Linked DNA regions of Mus musculus: regions 1, 3, 4 and 5 are each linked to region 2. A link is a contact called in public HiChIP or PLAC-seq and promoter capture Hi-C data. All regions are on one chromosome and are shown on one strand. The core of a region is the stretch at or near the end of the contact, and the rest is flanking DNA. Distances in the headings are between cores, read along the strand shown. Region 1 holds the start of Ss18l1 (SS18, nBAF chromatin remodeling complex subunit like 1). Region 2 holds the start of Prpf6 (pre-mRNA splicing factor 6). Region 3 holds the start of Adrm1 (adhesion regulating molecule 1). Region 4 holds the start of Mrgbp (MRG/MORF4L binding protein). Region 5 holds the start of Lsm14b (LSM family member 14B).

Region 1 (2,700 bases), core at 83-2,582, 1.6 Mb before region 2:
CCAGGCATGTCACCAGGTGCAGTGCAGGGAGCCACCTCACTGGCCTCACAGGTTTTTCTTTTGTTAGACGGTTTCTCACTAGCTGTATCTCTTGGGTTTGGAGTGATGGCTCAGCGGCTGCTCTTCCACAGGACCCCAGGTTCAATTCCCAGCACCCATATGGCAACTCTAGTTCCAGGGAATCTGACACTCTCACACAGATATATACATATAGACAAACGGCCAAACGCACATAAAAATAACTTTTAAAATAATAAATTAATAATGCACACACACAACCACAAAGAGTCTTTATAGTTTTAGAAGTCTTTAGGGTCTCTAGATTTAGAAGCCCAGGCTGGCTTTGTACTTGTGAGATTTTTCGAGCCTCAACCTTCTAAATGCCAGGATTATACAGGCCTGCACTTCCAAGCCCTGTCATTCCAGAGTTCTTGGGTGGATTGGGTCACCAAAAGCTTTGGGGTTTTAGTTTCAAGGAGATAAAATACCTGGGAAATGTAAGCGTTTCAAGACTCGGAACCACGTGTGTTCCGGAAGATCCGGTGACTCGGGAAAAACAAAAACCAAAACTAAAACTGTCTCACTGCTGGCGCTTACAGGTGTGGGGAGTCCTTTTCCAAACAGTGCTAAGGACTGAACAAAACTGGGGCGCGGTGAGAAGGGCCCACCGGAACCAGAACACGGCGTCGGTGGCGCATGCGGACCCGGAAGCAGCCTGTCACCATCGCAGGGCCGACGAATCGCCCTTTGTTCACAACGCCCACCTGGGCCTAGCTCGCAGATCCCCAAGTCCCCGCCGGCGCCGGCTACAGCCAGCCTCCCGCCGCCCGCGCGCACCTGCGGCCTCCGCCGTCCGCGCCGCGCGCACAGCACCAAGATGGCCCCGGCCCAGCCCCGGGGATGCGCTCGCCTAGATGCTCCGCAGTGGGGAAGCCAGAAAAAATCGCCCGGCTCTCCGGGAAGCGCGGCGCGGTCCCCGCGACCTGGTGCCCTTCCTACGTCGTCACCATTCAGCTCCCGTCACCTCCTGGTCCACCCGCCGCCAGCAGATAGCGCGGCCCCCGCGCCCAGGTCTGCGTGCCCCGCTTCCTTTTGCACCCCGTCGCTCAGGCCCCGGGCCGGCTCACCGCGGTGGAGCCCTTTTTGACCGCCTCCTGCGCGTACTCCACTTGGAAGAGGTGGCCGTCGGGCGAGAAGACGGTGATGGCGCGGTCGTAGCTCATCACTGCGGACGCACTAGCTCGGGCCGCCGCCGCTCAAAAGCGCACACTCACCGTCAGCGCCCCGCCCTCCCGGGCCACGCTGCTGGCGTCTGGCGTCAGGGGGACGTGCGGCACGGCGGGGCGGGGCAGGGCGGGCGGAACCACCGAAGCTCAGCACAGGGGGCGGTGTACCGGCTACCGGCTGGACGAAGAGCGCAGGCCGGGTGCAGGGGGCCTCCGCGCGGTATCCTGACCTGGGAGGCAGTCGCGTAAGGCGTGGGGACGCGGGGGACTCGAGCGCGCATTGGCGACAGGCAGGCGGGCGAGCCCACGGCACCGCGCCCCCCGTGTCCCCGCCCCCGCTCTGCGGAGAATGGGCACCTCGGGCCGCGGGGCGCAGCCGGAGAATAAACCCCAATGATCACGGGCTGAGTCCGCGCCACCACCATGTCCGTGGCCTTCGCGTCGGCGCGGCCGAGAGGCAAAGGGGAGGTCACTCAGCAGACCATCCAGAAGGTGGGCATGGCCGAGGGGGTACAGAGTGCGGGTGGGCGCGGGGCACGAACAAAGCCGGGGCACAGCCCGCCGCACGGAGCCCTGACGGCGGCTCCCCGCGCCCCCAGGAAAGCCTGCGCCAACTTTGCTGGAGGCACTGGCAGCGGGGGCCCGGCGGCCGCAGGGGGTGGGGACCCCGGAGCGCGTTGCGCGTTCTTCTCCCAGAGCGCCCCAGGCAGCAGACGCAACAGAGCGAGACGCCAGGGCCCGCGGCCCCTCCAGCCGGGGCGGGGGCTTGTCGCGCTCTGCTGACAGCCGTGGTAGCGACGGTCGCGCGCCTTTGCGCGATGCTTGGCGAGTGGAGAAGGGGGAGCAGGCAGCCTGGAGGCGCGCCGCTGCGGCGAGCTGGCCGCTCTTGTGAGGTACTGCGGTGCCCTGCACAAAGGAACGCATCCAAAGTGTGCGTGCCATTTCCAGAGCCCGCACCGCTGTCCAGAGCTTGCTGCACGCGGCGGACTTGAGGCTAGCGCAGCCCCGCCCCCGCTCGGGCCACTGGGTATCCGCGAGCCTCGCCTTCTGCACCCTGGCTTCAGACACCGCAGGTTTGTCCTGCAGTCTCTCAGTTTCATCCTTTAGTTTGGGCCAGTTTCTCAGAGAAGGCGTTTGCGTGGGTGTGTGGACGTCTTTAACAAAAGGAAGCTTTAAGTTTTGGCTTGGACACTTTAGCTTCTTACTGTTTGCCTTCGCGGTTCCAGGCATCTTTCTTACGCGATGGCTTTTCCTAATTCTGGTTCCTTTTACAGAATTCTTGAATTCTTTTGAGCCAGTTAGTTCCCAAAGGAAATTGGCCTCTCTACTCCCTCAGAGGCTTGTGGGGATTTTCTTCGCTTGTCGCCTGTTTCCCAGATCACCCTTGCTATCCTCCTTAGGAACATAATGGTTATCACTGTTGGCAAGTCCTAGTTAGCAGGGGAGATTATTGGAGGAAAGCAGAAATGCAGGT
Region 2 (2,700 bases), core at 171-2,670:
TGCTTCTCCCACTGAGGCCAGACAAGGCAGCCCAGCTAGCAGAACATATTCCACGTAGAGATAGCCCTTGATTCAGTTATTTAGGACCCACATCAAGCCACATATCTGCCATGCATGAGTGGGGAAACCTAGGTTCAGCCGGTGTATGTTCCTTGGTTGGCGGTTCAGACTCTGAGAGCTCCAAGGGTCCAGGTTAGTTGACTCTGTTGGTCTTCCTGTGGAGTTCCTATCCCCTTCAGGACCCACAATCCTTTCCCCTGTTCTTCCATAAGAATCCTCAAGCTCAATCCACTGCTTGGCTGTTGGTGTCTGTATCTGTCTGAGTCAGCTACTAGCTCATTCTTTACTGGAGTATTTGCTGACCCTCATTTACGGACCACTTTGCTTTGAACTTCAGGCAATACTCCTATCTCTGTGAAGCCCCTCTGTCAGGCACAGTTCCCTGTGGGTCAGTGTTCACAGACTCAATCCTGCTCCTCCCTAAAAACCTGTCTAGGGAGCCAGGACTGCTTTAGTACCTCACTGAAAAGCATTGGCTGTAGAGGCCTGGTTGTCTGATCCAGCAGAGTCCAGGCTGCACAACTTGCAGTTTTTCCTGTCGGCCCTAGAGTCTGGTGCTCTCCCCATGTGTAGGAGGTGTAAGACAAGTGAGGCTGAGAGGCAGACTGTCTCAACGGGCTGAGACTGCTTTATTTAAACACTGAGGGCCCCTAACCTAAAAGGGCTGGGACATACACACAGAGTAGCTACCAGGAGTTTACAGCTATTTTTGAGGTTTAACTCGGAGCAGGGTTGTTTCCCAGGGGTGGCATACTGCTTCTGCAGGTAGACATCGCCGAGGCTAAGCAACTTTTTATAGCGTGGGGTTAATGCCCTGTACAGCCTAATTCACGGCCTGAAGCTATTATTACACAACAGGTGGGACTGGCATTGTGTTTCGGGAGGAGCTGCACACAGAAAATATCTGTGCAAAGTAGAGTGGTGTGAGTCCACTCAAGCCACTGGGCACACAATCACTCCCAAGCTTGTGACGCTGGCCCACACACTGTTGAGTGCACTATACATCTGTCCTCAGAAGGCGCGCGGGGGTTGGAGTGGTCCCGGATCTGATGGCGTAGTCTGGACCGTCGGTGGCCGCATACGGTTCAGTACAGTAAGGCTAGTCTGAAGTGGTTATGGTGGTTGAACTAAGTGGCTTCGCAGCCTTGCTTGCACCGGAACGCTCCTGAACAGGACTAATGCGTTCCGGCTCCGCGTCAAGGCTGGCATGAAAATCGAACCCACGTCCTTGTGGCGCGATACCGAATACCGTCACGCGCACGCGCGTCTTCCCGCAACAAACACTGCACACAGCGCTGGCCGGAAACACTTTGCAAACCCACATCTTTGACTTCCGCCCGAAGCTCTAGGTGGGCGGGGCTTTCCGTGACCCAGCTCTCTACTTCCGGTGCGCGGGTGACGTAGTGCCTGCATCTCTTACTGCTGCGACACCCGGAGGACTCTGAGTCTTCTGTCGTATACTTGCTCCCCTGCTTTTCTGTGTTTCGGTCAATAACACCGCCATGAACAAGAAGAAGAAGCCGTTCCTGGGCATGCCTGCGCCGCTGGGCTACGTACCCGGGCTGGGCAGGGGGTAAGGCAGTGGGGGGGAGTTTGCCCCGGGTAGGGTGCCTGGTGCCCTGGAACACAGCTCGCTCTTGGCCTATTTGAGAACGATTCTGGACTAGCAGCCACTAGAGCTAGAGAGACCGCGTCTCAAAATAAAACAAAAAACCAGGGGCTGGAGCTAGTGGCGCACGTCTCTAACCCCAGCATTGTTGTGGGGGGTGGGTGGGATGGGATGGGGCAGGGGCAGAGGCCTTCGTTTTTAAGTTAAGAGACCAGCCTCGTCTACATAGCGAATTACAAAACAGCCAGGGCTACACAGCGAGTTTCAGGACAGCTAGAATTACTTAACGAAACCTTGTCTCAAAAACAAGGTTAACTTTCACCGCCACAACTAGGTAATTTGGCATAATGCCTTTCCGACAAAGTGGGTATGCATGTATGTATGTATGTGTCGAAATATGTAGGTTCATGAGGCCTGACTACCACTCTAAGATATGACTGAGGGGTCTGAATCTCAGTGTCTTGGTGTCTGAAGTAATATCCGTAAGCGAGTTGGCTGTAAGAAGCAGTTGAGTCTTTGATGTATACAGTAAGAGTGTGCTATACCTTTCTTCCCTTAAACATTTTTCTCTAGGATGTGTGGCTGTAGGTCACCTGTTCAAATTCTCAGCCGTCTGGACAGAGATGGCAGTGCCACTAGTCATAAGGTGTTGGGTAGATGAATAGTATTTTTCCTACTTTTTATGCATTTGATTAGGGAAACATAAGTCTTCCTTGGTAATGGTAGGAGAAGGGAGGCATTCACAGCCGTTTTCAGAAGACTTGCAGTTCACAAGACAAGTTCGGTATTGGTATAAATAAGCACAAAAAGTAGGACAGAAGTCAAGAGATATTCAGCAGTGTGGCATTTTAGTTGGGTTTACGAAGTGTCAGATTTTGGGGGAGTAAAGGAAAAACGTGGAATTTGGTATAGGCACATAAAAAGGCAAGTAGGTGGCTGGTGAAGTGGCTCAGAGGGTAAAGGCTCTGTCAACCCTGAGTTTGAGTTCCCAGAATTCACGAGGTAGGAGGAGAGAACTGATTCTCTGAAAT
Region 3 (2,700 bases), core at 45-2,544, 1.4 Mb before region 2:
GAAACTGGGCCAGCGAGATGACTCAACAGGTAACATTGTTTGCCAGGCAAGTCTGGTAACCCAAGTCTGATCACAGGAACCCAGAGTGTAAAGAAGCAAGTTACTGAATGTTGTGCTTAGACTGCCACATGGGTGACACACACTTTTAAAAAAAGGAAACTACACAGGACAGAGTCCAACAAAAAGATGACAGACGCAAGCATGTAGAACTTACTGCATCAGAATTCCAAGCAGGAACTAAAGCGAGTGAGCCACAGTGGCGACAGAAATGCATCTTAGAGGCGGGACTCCCTCCAGCTCAGGCTGGCCTGGAACACGTTGGTGTCGGCGTCAGACAGTAGTAAGTGAGAAAAACTACTTTTCACCTTTGTTTCAGAAAAAGACCGCACACGTTTCACATATACACAGATGGTAACTTGTGGAGCATGCCAGAGAATTCAGCACTGCTTGGCCCTGGAGAGGGCTGGAGGGTGGGCCTGGGGCCTTAAAGCTGTCATAGAGGAAGCAAAGAAATGGAAGTGGTGTGTAAAAGAAACTGTGAGGACTCTTGGGCTTTACATTCTGCGAGCACCTCTGCCCTACAGGAAGGTGGTGGCACCCTACCTGACTAGCTACAAGCAGCCCTTAGACCCCACCCATCCGCGGTGCTCTGTGAACTTGTTCTTACAGCATTGAGCAACCCCATGCTACCTTCTCCACCCCACCTCCACTCCCCCATCCTGAGCAGCCGCTTGTACTTTCCTATAATGTATGTCAAATTAGCACAAAGTGACATGAAGCTGACACTTTCCTCGCTCTCGTGTCAAGAGACTACCTCCTACCTTTTAAACCATGTGACTATTTTATGTCTTGGGCCCTGACACCTCGCTCACCCAATAATGCAAATCAGACAGGCTGTCTCCCTGCGGTGTGGAGAGAGACAGGTCCATTCAGAACTAGATGGGTAACAGCGGACATCCGTCCCAGGGTACGTGTCACAGCTCAACCCCACGAGCACGTTGGTGTACGGTCCGGTGCCCATCACCCTGGTCTCGACCTCTGCAGCGCCGCCCCGCGGGGGCCCTTTCTGCGAGTCGTGGAGGCCGGGGCGCTGTTCCCAGCGCTGCCGCCAGGGGCCACCGCCGCTCCCCTATGACACAGCAACAATAGGGGCCGCTCTGGCCCGCGCTTCCGCCGGAAACAGGCCGCCGGCGCGGAGGCGGGCCGGATGCGATGGACGGTGACCAGGGCCAATCGGGACCTGGTCGGGGCCGGCCGCGCGGCTGACGGAACTCAATCCGCGGCGAGAGCGGCGGCGGGGCGGGCCAAGCACGGGCTTCCGGCGAGGCCCGGCAGGCGCCGAGGAGGAAGAGCGAGCCCGGACGGTGCCCCTAGGCCGAGTGTGAGCACCGCCAGGTAGGGGCCCGGTGGCGGCAGCGGCGGCTTAGGCGCACGCGGCTCCAGGCTGGGTCGAGCGGCGGGAGGACGGGACGCGGCAGCAGCCGGGGGGCCGAGTCAGTCCGGGCCGGCCGCCGGTGCCCCAGACGCGCCGGGGCCGGACGCAGCGAGGCTCCCTCCGCACGGGCGGGCAGTGACGTCGCGGGAGCAGGGGCTCCGCGGGGCTGCGCTCGGCCCTGCGCACAGCCCTGGCCTTGCGCAGCCTGGCGCGCTCCCGCTCCCGGGCAGTCGCGGGCCGACCGGCGTATGGGTGGGACATTGAGCACGCGACGCGGAACGACGGGCCTCGCTCTGTTTTTTCAGGATGACGACTTCAGGCGCTCTGTTCCCAAGCCTGGTGCCCGGCTCTCGGGGGTCTTCTACCAAATATTTGGTGGAGTTCCGGGCAGGAAAAATGTCATTAAAAGGAACTACGGTCACCCCAGATAAACGGAAAGGTCTCGTGTACATCCAGCAGACGGACGACTCCCTTATTCACTTCTGTTGGAAAGACAGGACCTCTGGGACCGTGGAGGATGTGAGTGCCTGTAGCCAGAACAGGCCAGCGGGGCAAGAGCAGGGAATATGGCTTCATCTTCCATAGATTAGTGTAGGGGTCCCAAGGTTGGCAGAGTGCTCCAGTCACTCTGTGAAGCCATGCACCCCGTGGTGACCATGGTTCTTAAGGTTTTAGCAGAGACAGCCTGCTGACAGGGTGATAGGGTGGGCTGGTGGCCTCAGCCCTGGCCTTAAACTTCCAGTCTTGTGGAGGAGTGTGCAGATATGACCCTCACCACAGCCTCGGGTAGTTTAGCGCTCTGAAGAGGCTGCTTTCCTTGGGGCTCTTTGTCTCCCAAAGTACATTGTTCTTTGTTACACTTAGGAGCAGCTAGCCAGAGTTGGTTGACCTTTTACTTCTTGGAACACAGTTCCAGAATGTTTCTGTTAAGTCGTCTGGTCCTCAGAGAGCACTTTTTCTATTCCTCCAGTCTGGGCCCTCTTCTGTTTGTCTTCACTGGGGTCTGAGACTTCTTGACTCCACCCTGTTATTGGGGTCCAGCAAATATTCAGGGACCTAAGCCTTGGTGGTACACACTTGTGTGCCTCTGTCTATCTGTCGTCTGACTGTCCTCCTTGTGTCGCCAGGACTTGATTATCTTTCCTGATGACTGTGAGTTCAAGCGGGTACCTCAGTGCCCCAGTGGGAGGGTCTACGTGCTCAAGTTTAAGGCAGGGTCCAAGCGGCTCTTCTTCTGGATGCAGGTAAGCAGGAGAGTGGTCTAC
Region 4 (2,700 bases), core at 46-2,545, 1.0 Mb before region 2:
TGAAGGAGAGCATTTCTATGGCCTTTATTTCTCACCTGAGCCCAGTCTGAACCCTTCACACTAGGATCAAGAATCCCAGCACTTGTATCTATCTTGTATAAAAGACTTAAGCAGCAGGAGTCGCAACAAATGAGAAAGGACTTGACCAGTTGGCTAGTAGATATATATCATTGTCTACTTTGTATCTGGGAAGTAAGGAGTCTTGCTACAAAGCTGATTATATCCTGGCCACCTGGAACCACCTGAAGACCTCACGGAGAAGACAAATCTGGGCAAACTTCACCAGCCATTTCTACAGAAAGTTGGTGGTGTGCCACACAGACACCTGCTCCAGACCAAAGAAATCCTTCTATCAGGTTTGAAGGAACCTCTCAGCTCCCAACAGGTGTGAATTCACTTTGAAGCTACGGGATCACACACATGATCATGGGCTAATGGTTTCTCTACAGCTCCTTGTTAGAGAGTGATAATCACAGGAGCGCTACAAAACGAACAAGCACAGCTTCCTCTTAATTCATGCTTTTGGACTAGAGAGCCTACATGTTCATGAAAATAAGAAGTTAGCGTGGGATAGTAGGCGGGGTCTTAGCTGCTGACCTTGATGCTCAGCTACTTCCTACTACCTAACAGAGAGTTCTGCAGAGACCTGCTGTGGCTTCGTGGAGAGAAAGAATGAAGTCATCCTTCTCTCCTAAACCATCCAACCTGTCTATAGGCATCAAGTCTATATTGCCAGTCACGCGTTCTGAAGTAACAGACGGATGTTTGCAAATGTCATGGCTGGTAGGATGTGGTCTGAGTACAGAGATCGCACAAACCAGAGAGGACCAGCTAGGATAGATGAGGTTGAGGGTTACATAGGGAAGCTCCCTGAAGAAGGACGCACTCCAAATTGAAGGAGTATCCTACCTGGTAGGGGTGAGACTAAGGTGGACCGGAACCAGAAGCAGTCAGCAGCAGAGTCTACCATGCCTTAGATATTCAGAGAATAACCAGGATATTATCAATCAGCTCCTGGGCACTTAATATGTGGCAGCTCTTAGGTTGGGAACTTGCTTTATGACATGTCCCAGATGGTAGATTATGCTTCACCCAGCCGTACAGTAACTAAGCCAAGTTCTGCATGCCAACCAAGCAGAGGCAAGGGCACCGCCCCTGTGAGATCATAACTCCCAGCTGCATCATATCCACATGATAGCAGTGACCCCACACCCCCTTATGAAGCTTTATTGGGCCACACCTCCCCTGTGGCATTGTGGGAACTTTTCCACCAGCTACGCTTTCACAGTGGGAAAGCTGAAGCCTGGCCACAGACTGCTGTCTGGCTCTGAGCTCTGAGCTGTCCCAGACAATGAGACAGGTCAGAGCCAGCACCCTCCATGGTTCCCTGCTGTGAGCATTGTCTGGTTACAGGCCTGAATGAGGGGCAAGTGGAGTGTCAGGACTGGATTCAAGGCTTGTGGCAGCCAGCAAGTGATCCTTATCAAGACCCAAGAGTTCAGAGCTACAGTGGCCCCATAGCACAAAGGAGAACAAAGGTTCTCAACATCTTAGTCTGAGAGGCATCAGTCAGAAAAGGGATTCTGATGCCTGGCAATGGCTGAGGAATGGGTAAGTAATGAAACCTGGATGGGTGGCAGGGTAGGACCCATGGCACAGCTGACTGGGGTGACTCAGGCCCAGAAGCAACCATGTTCTTAAGGCTGCTGTGCCCAGCCCTTGGCCCTATCCAATCCCATGTAGAGCTACTAACACCTGCCTGAAATTCTGACAGTCTGAGTTAATCATCCAACCACTTCTGGAGTGGATCCACTGTAGGGACAGAATGGAGGTACAGGTAGGTAGCAAGGCCGACAGGACCTGGATTTCTGTCTTCTGATGCCAAGGAAGCACTTAATTCTGGGACTGTCGTGCACTCAGGTCAGGGCTACTGAAAGATATACAGAGCTTCACTCCTACAAAATGTGATTGTTGGGCTTTAAATTTTTAAATTATTTATGGTGTGTGTGTGCAAGTGTGCATATACCATGGAATACATATAGAGGTTAGAATACAACTTTTTTTTTTTTTTTTACTTATTTTATTTATATGACTATGCTGTAGCTATCTTCAGACACACCAGAAGAGGGCATCAGAACCCATTACAGATGATTGTGAGCCACCATGTGGTTGCTGGGAATTGAACTCAGGACTTCTGGTAGAGCAGTCAGTGCTCTTAACCGCTGAGCCATGTCTCCAGCTCTAGAGTACAACTCCTAAGAATTGCTCCTCTCCTGCCAGCTCTAGGATCCAGGGGTGGAGTTCCAGTTATGGGCTGTGCACAAGGATCTCTATTAGATGGGCCATCTCACTAGCCCATGGGATGTTGTTGTTGTTATTGTTGTTGCTGCTGTTGTTGTTTAAACTATTTTTCTTAAACAGTTTTAGTGAGATGTAATTTACATATTGTACAATTTATCTCTGGCAAGGAGAGACACACCTTCACTTCTAGCTGAGTTCTTTTCCAAATTACCTAACCAGGTGAAGCCCAGATTTTTGGGCCGTGTGTGTCATGCTATGCAGACTTGGCTGACTCAGAACTCCTGCCTCTCTCTCCCGAGAGCTAGAATTACAGGAGTGTGTCACCACGCCCATCTGGTGCATTTTTAAAGCATAAGGTTTGTTCCCTCGCCTTCTCCGGACAGAGCCGTAGGCAGTAAA
Region 5 (2,700 bases), core at 200-2,699, 1.6 Mb before region 2:
TTTCTGCTTCTGTAAACTGGGGGAAGTCGTCCCACTATGGGTGTCTAGTGTGGTGGCTCATTCTCAAAATTTTGGCACATCAGAAGACTGAGGCAGGAGGTTAGAGACCAGTTTGGGCTGCACAGTCAGTTCCCCGCCAACCTGAGCTAAGAGTAAGACAGACCCCTGTCACAACTAAAACTAAAACTAAAAGAAAACAAAAAACAAAAAAACAAAACAAAAAACAGGCTCAGCAAGATGGCTCAGCGGGTAAATGCATTTGCTGCTAAGTGTGACCCCCTGAATACCCATTTCCGGGACCCATATGCTTCCAGGAAGCAGAGAACTCCTAACTGTCCTCTGGCCTCTACACATGTTGTGACATATGCACACACGGACACACATGCACATGCACCGAATAAGAAAATATTAAAATTTAAAATTGTTCACAACTATTCCCAGCATCCTCCGGCAGTGGTGGTAAGTTGATGTCACTACAGTAAGAAGTACGTTTTATGGCTCACATTTAAGAGAAATTGTTTCACAAAACAGTACTTGTTTTCACTATATGGGATGTTCCCTTATCTCCTCTTTCATTCTATTTCACGTTTATAAAATGCCAATCGCCACCAAATTTCTCATAGTAACTAATATTGGGCTCTAATCTGATGGTGGAGACTAACTGTAAATTAGCATGCGCTCATACATACAAAGTTACCCGCTATGCATGATGCGGAGTCAGCAACGCAAGAATGGGAAGCGATTTAGGGGGAAATCTCCCAATTTTATACTGCGGGCTGGGCTTTGGGCCGCAGTCTGAGGACGCGCGCACGCGGGCGGGAGTCACCCAAAACAGTCAGGGCTTATTTTAGGGATATCAGGCTTGGGAGCGCAGGGCTGCCCCGAGCTCCCCCTGCACTTTCTATTTCAGGGTCGCCCCCGCCGTGAGCGCTGCAGAACTGAGCAGCACCCGCCTGCCGGTTCCTTAGCCCCGGGGAGCAAGCGGGACTGAAGACGCACCTGGCCCGGCGCTGTCGGGGTCCAGCTCCAACAAACAAGAAAGGAAGACTGACAACTCCGCCCTATTAACACCTGGGCCAGAAGGGTGCCAGCGGCACGCGCGGAGGGAGGAGCCTGGCGCTCTTCCAGGTCCAGCCCCCGCCCCGCCCCCGAGTTTGCAAACAGTGGCCTCCCGCCTGCCCCGCGCACGCGCGCTTCGCCCCGCCCGCTCAGTCTCAGGCCCCGAAGCGGTGAGCGAGGCCCGCCGGGAACCGGCTGGGAAGACCCGGAGAGGCAGGTCCCCGGCCGGCAGCTTCCAAATGCGCAGGCGCGGCCCCGCCCACCGCCTGCGGCGCGGCCATATTTAAAGGGAGCCGGCAGCGAGGAGCCAATAGGCTGCGAGCGTACGGGGGCGGCGCGCGGTGGCGGGAGGCCCCGGATGTGGCTGCGGCGGCGCTCCTCCCCCGCTCCCTTCAGACTCGGGCTAAGCGCCTCGCTCTGCTCCCTCTCCGGTTCGCTCGTGGCCCGCAGGCCCCTAGGCGCGGCAGGAGGCGCCTCGGAGGCGGCGGCGCGGAGCTGCGCAGGAGTGGGAGGCCAGGCCACCGCGCGGCAGCGGAGCGGGCGGGGCCCGGCGCTGGTCCCCCGCGCCCTGCGCGCCCCGGCCGCCGCCATGAGCGGCTCGTCCGGCACCCCGTATCTGGGCAGCAAGATCAGCCTCATCTCCAAGGCGCAGATCCGCTATGAGGGCATCCTCTACACCATCGACACCGACAACTCCACCGTGGCGCTCGCCAAAGGTAGCGGCCCGCCGCCGCCGCGCGCCCAACTGACGCCCCAACAGCTCGCCGCCCCGCGCCTGCCCGCACAATGGTGTTCCCCGCTTCGGCGGGGGCTGTGGGAGGAGCGGACCAGGATCCTGCCGGTGTCGGGGGGTGGGGCGGCTTTGAAGCCGTGGACCTCCCCACCTGCGAGACGCCCTCGCGGGGCGAGACGCGCGCCGAGGCGGGGGGCCCGGGTCCGGCGCGCTCTCCTTGGAACCCCTTGGTAGCCACCGCCCGTCGAGTCGCGGTGCAGCCTCTCGCCGAGCTAGGGCGTCGGTTGAACTGCGGCTGTCCTGCTCTGAACTCTCCCGACCCTGTCCACTTGAGGGGTTGGTTTGATGAGAGAAGTCCAGAGTCGGTGCGCTAGTCGCGGCAGCGTGAGGGCCCAGAGCTTCTTTGTCTTCTTTCTCCGCGTTAAATGGGGCGCTTGTTTCCTTCGGCTCTCCAGAAGCGTGAGCGCCGCAGCCCGCCCGGGGTTAACGTGTTAGACCCTCGAGGGTGCAGATGGGAGGTTCGAGGCCAATCTGAAGCCAGCATGCTGCAGTCCTGGGCCATTCTCCTAAACCCTAGCCATACCTCCTATTTGAAGCGAGGCGCACAGACCCAGACTGGTGCTGCAGTGAAGGGCTCAGGGTTCCGGCTTTTTGTTCTCTTGAACTCTTCATGCTGCACTTGACGTGAGATCCCCTGTTGGAGAACCAGACCCAGAGTAGGCCCCTGTCCACAATAGGAGTTTGCTACTTAAAGCCTGCCACCAGATTCAGCTCAGCCCAGGAGTCTTGCCAAAGAGAGGTGTGCTAGCCTTCCTAGATCCATCCTGTCGAGGGTCCGTTGGGTCCAGGATTTCCTTATGAACATAGAAACTAATGTTGGGGGTCTGAGTTTGGAGATTTGTTCCCTT

What was found. Promoter capture Hi-C pulls out the DNA fragments that hold promoters and counts their contacts. HiChIP or PLAC-seq counts read pairs in DNA pulled down with a chosen protein or histone mark.
Region 1: an H3K27ac HiChIP or PLAC-seq map of microglia shows a contact between it and region 2, with 6 times the contacts expected there. The contact joins the promoter of Ss18l1 here to the promoter of Prpf6 in region 2. A contact is called at or near these places in 3 of 39 promoter capture datasets (the C10 cell line and liver) and 1 of 115 datasets of contacts at active chromatin or transcription factors (microglia).
Region 3: a contact with region 2 is called in a promoter capture Hi-C map of pre-B cells, with 4 times the contacts expected there. The contact joins the promoter of Adrm1 here to the promoter of Prpf6 in region 2. A contact is called at or near these places in 3 of 39 promoter capture datasets (the C10 cell line, embryonic stem cells and pre-B cells) and 1 of 115 datasets of contacts at active chromatin or transcription factors (astrocytes).
Region 4: a contact with region 2 is called in a promoter capture Hi-C map of pre-B cells, with 4 times the contacts expected there. The contact joins the promoter of Mrgbp here to the promoter of Prpf6 in region 2. A contact is called at or near these places in 6 of 39 promoter capture datasets (the C10 cell line, the HPC-7 cell line, erythroid cells and 3 more), 1 of 484 Hi-C or Micro-C datasets (erythroblasts) and 2 of 9 other capture datasets (adipose tissue and liver).
Region 5: a contact with region 2 is called in a FOXA1 HiChIP or PLAC-seq map of pancreatic cancer cells. The contact joins the promoter of Lsm14b here to the promoter of Prpf6 in region 2. A contact is called at or near these places in 2 of 39 promoter capture datasets (both in liver) and 1 of 115 datasets of contacts at active chromatin or transcription factors (pancreatic cancer cells).

What each region holds. Positions count from the first base shown.
Region 1 is chr2:180,041,151-180,043,850 of GRCm38.p6, forward strand. It overlaps Ss18l1 (SS18, nBAF chromatin remodeling complex subunit like 1), which reads left to right and starts at 1,333. Exons shown (of 11, transcript NM_178750.5): 1 at 1,333-1,718. The coding sequence starts at 1,650. Psma7 (proteasome subunit alpha 7) reads right to left here and starts at 1,314. Exons shown (of 7, transcript NM_011969.2): 1 at 1,128-1,314. The coding sequence starts at 1,223.
Region 2 is chr2:181,599,899-181,602,598 of GRCm38.p6, forward strand. Prpf6 (pre-mRNA splicing factor 6) reads left to right here and starts at 1,421. Exons shown (of 21, transcript NM_133701.2): 1 at 1,421-1,633. The coding sequence starts at 1,563.
Region 3 is chr2:180,170,294-180,172,993 of GRCm38.p6, forward strand. Adrm1 (adhesion regulating molecule 1) reads left to right here and starts at 1,295. Exons shown (of 10, transcript NM_019822.3): 1 at 1,295-1,395; 2 at 1,741-1,954; 3 at 2,563-2,679. The coding sequence starts at 1,742. It overlaps Gm29886 (a long non-coding RNA gene), which reads right to left and starts at 957. Exons shown (of 4, transcript XR_867152.3): 1 at 873-957; 2 at 215-490.
Region 4 is chr2:180,579,927-180,582,626 of GRCm38.p6, forward strand. It overlaps Mrgbp (MRG/MORF4L binding protein), which reads left to right and starts at 1,296. Exons shown (of 6, transcript NM_028479.2): 1 at 1,296-1,611; 2 at 2,685-2,700. It overlaps Gm30144 (a long non-coding RNA gene), which reads right to left and starts at 1,942. Exons shown (of 5, transcript XR_001783605.2): 1 at 910-1,942.
Region 5 is chr2:180,023,538-180,026,237 of GRCm38.p6, forward strand. Lsm14b (LSM family member 14B) reads left to right here and starts at 1,450. Exons shown (of 10, transcript NM_001372364.1): 1 at 1,450-1,775. The coding sequence starts at 1,649.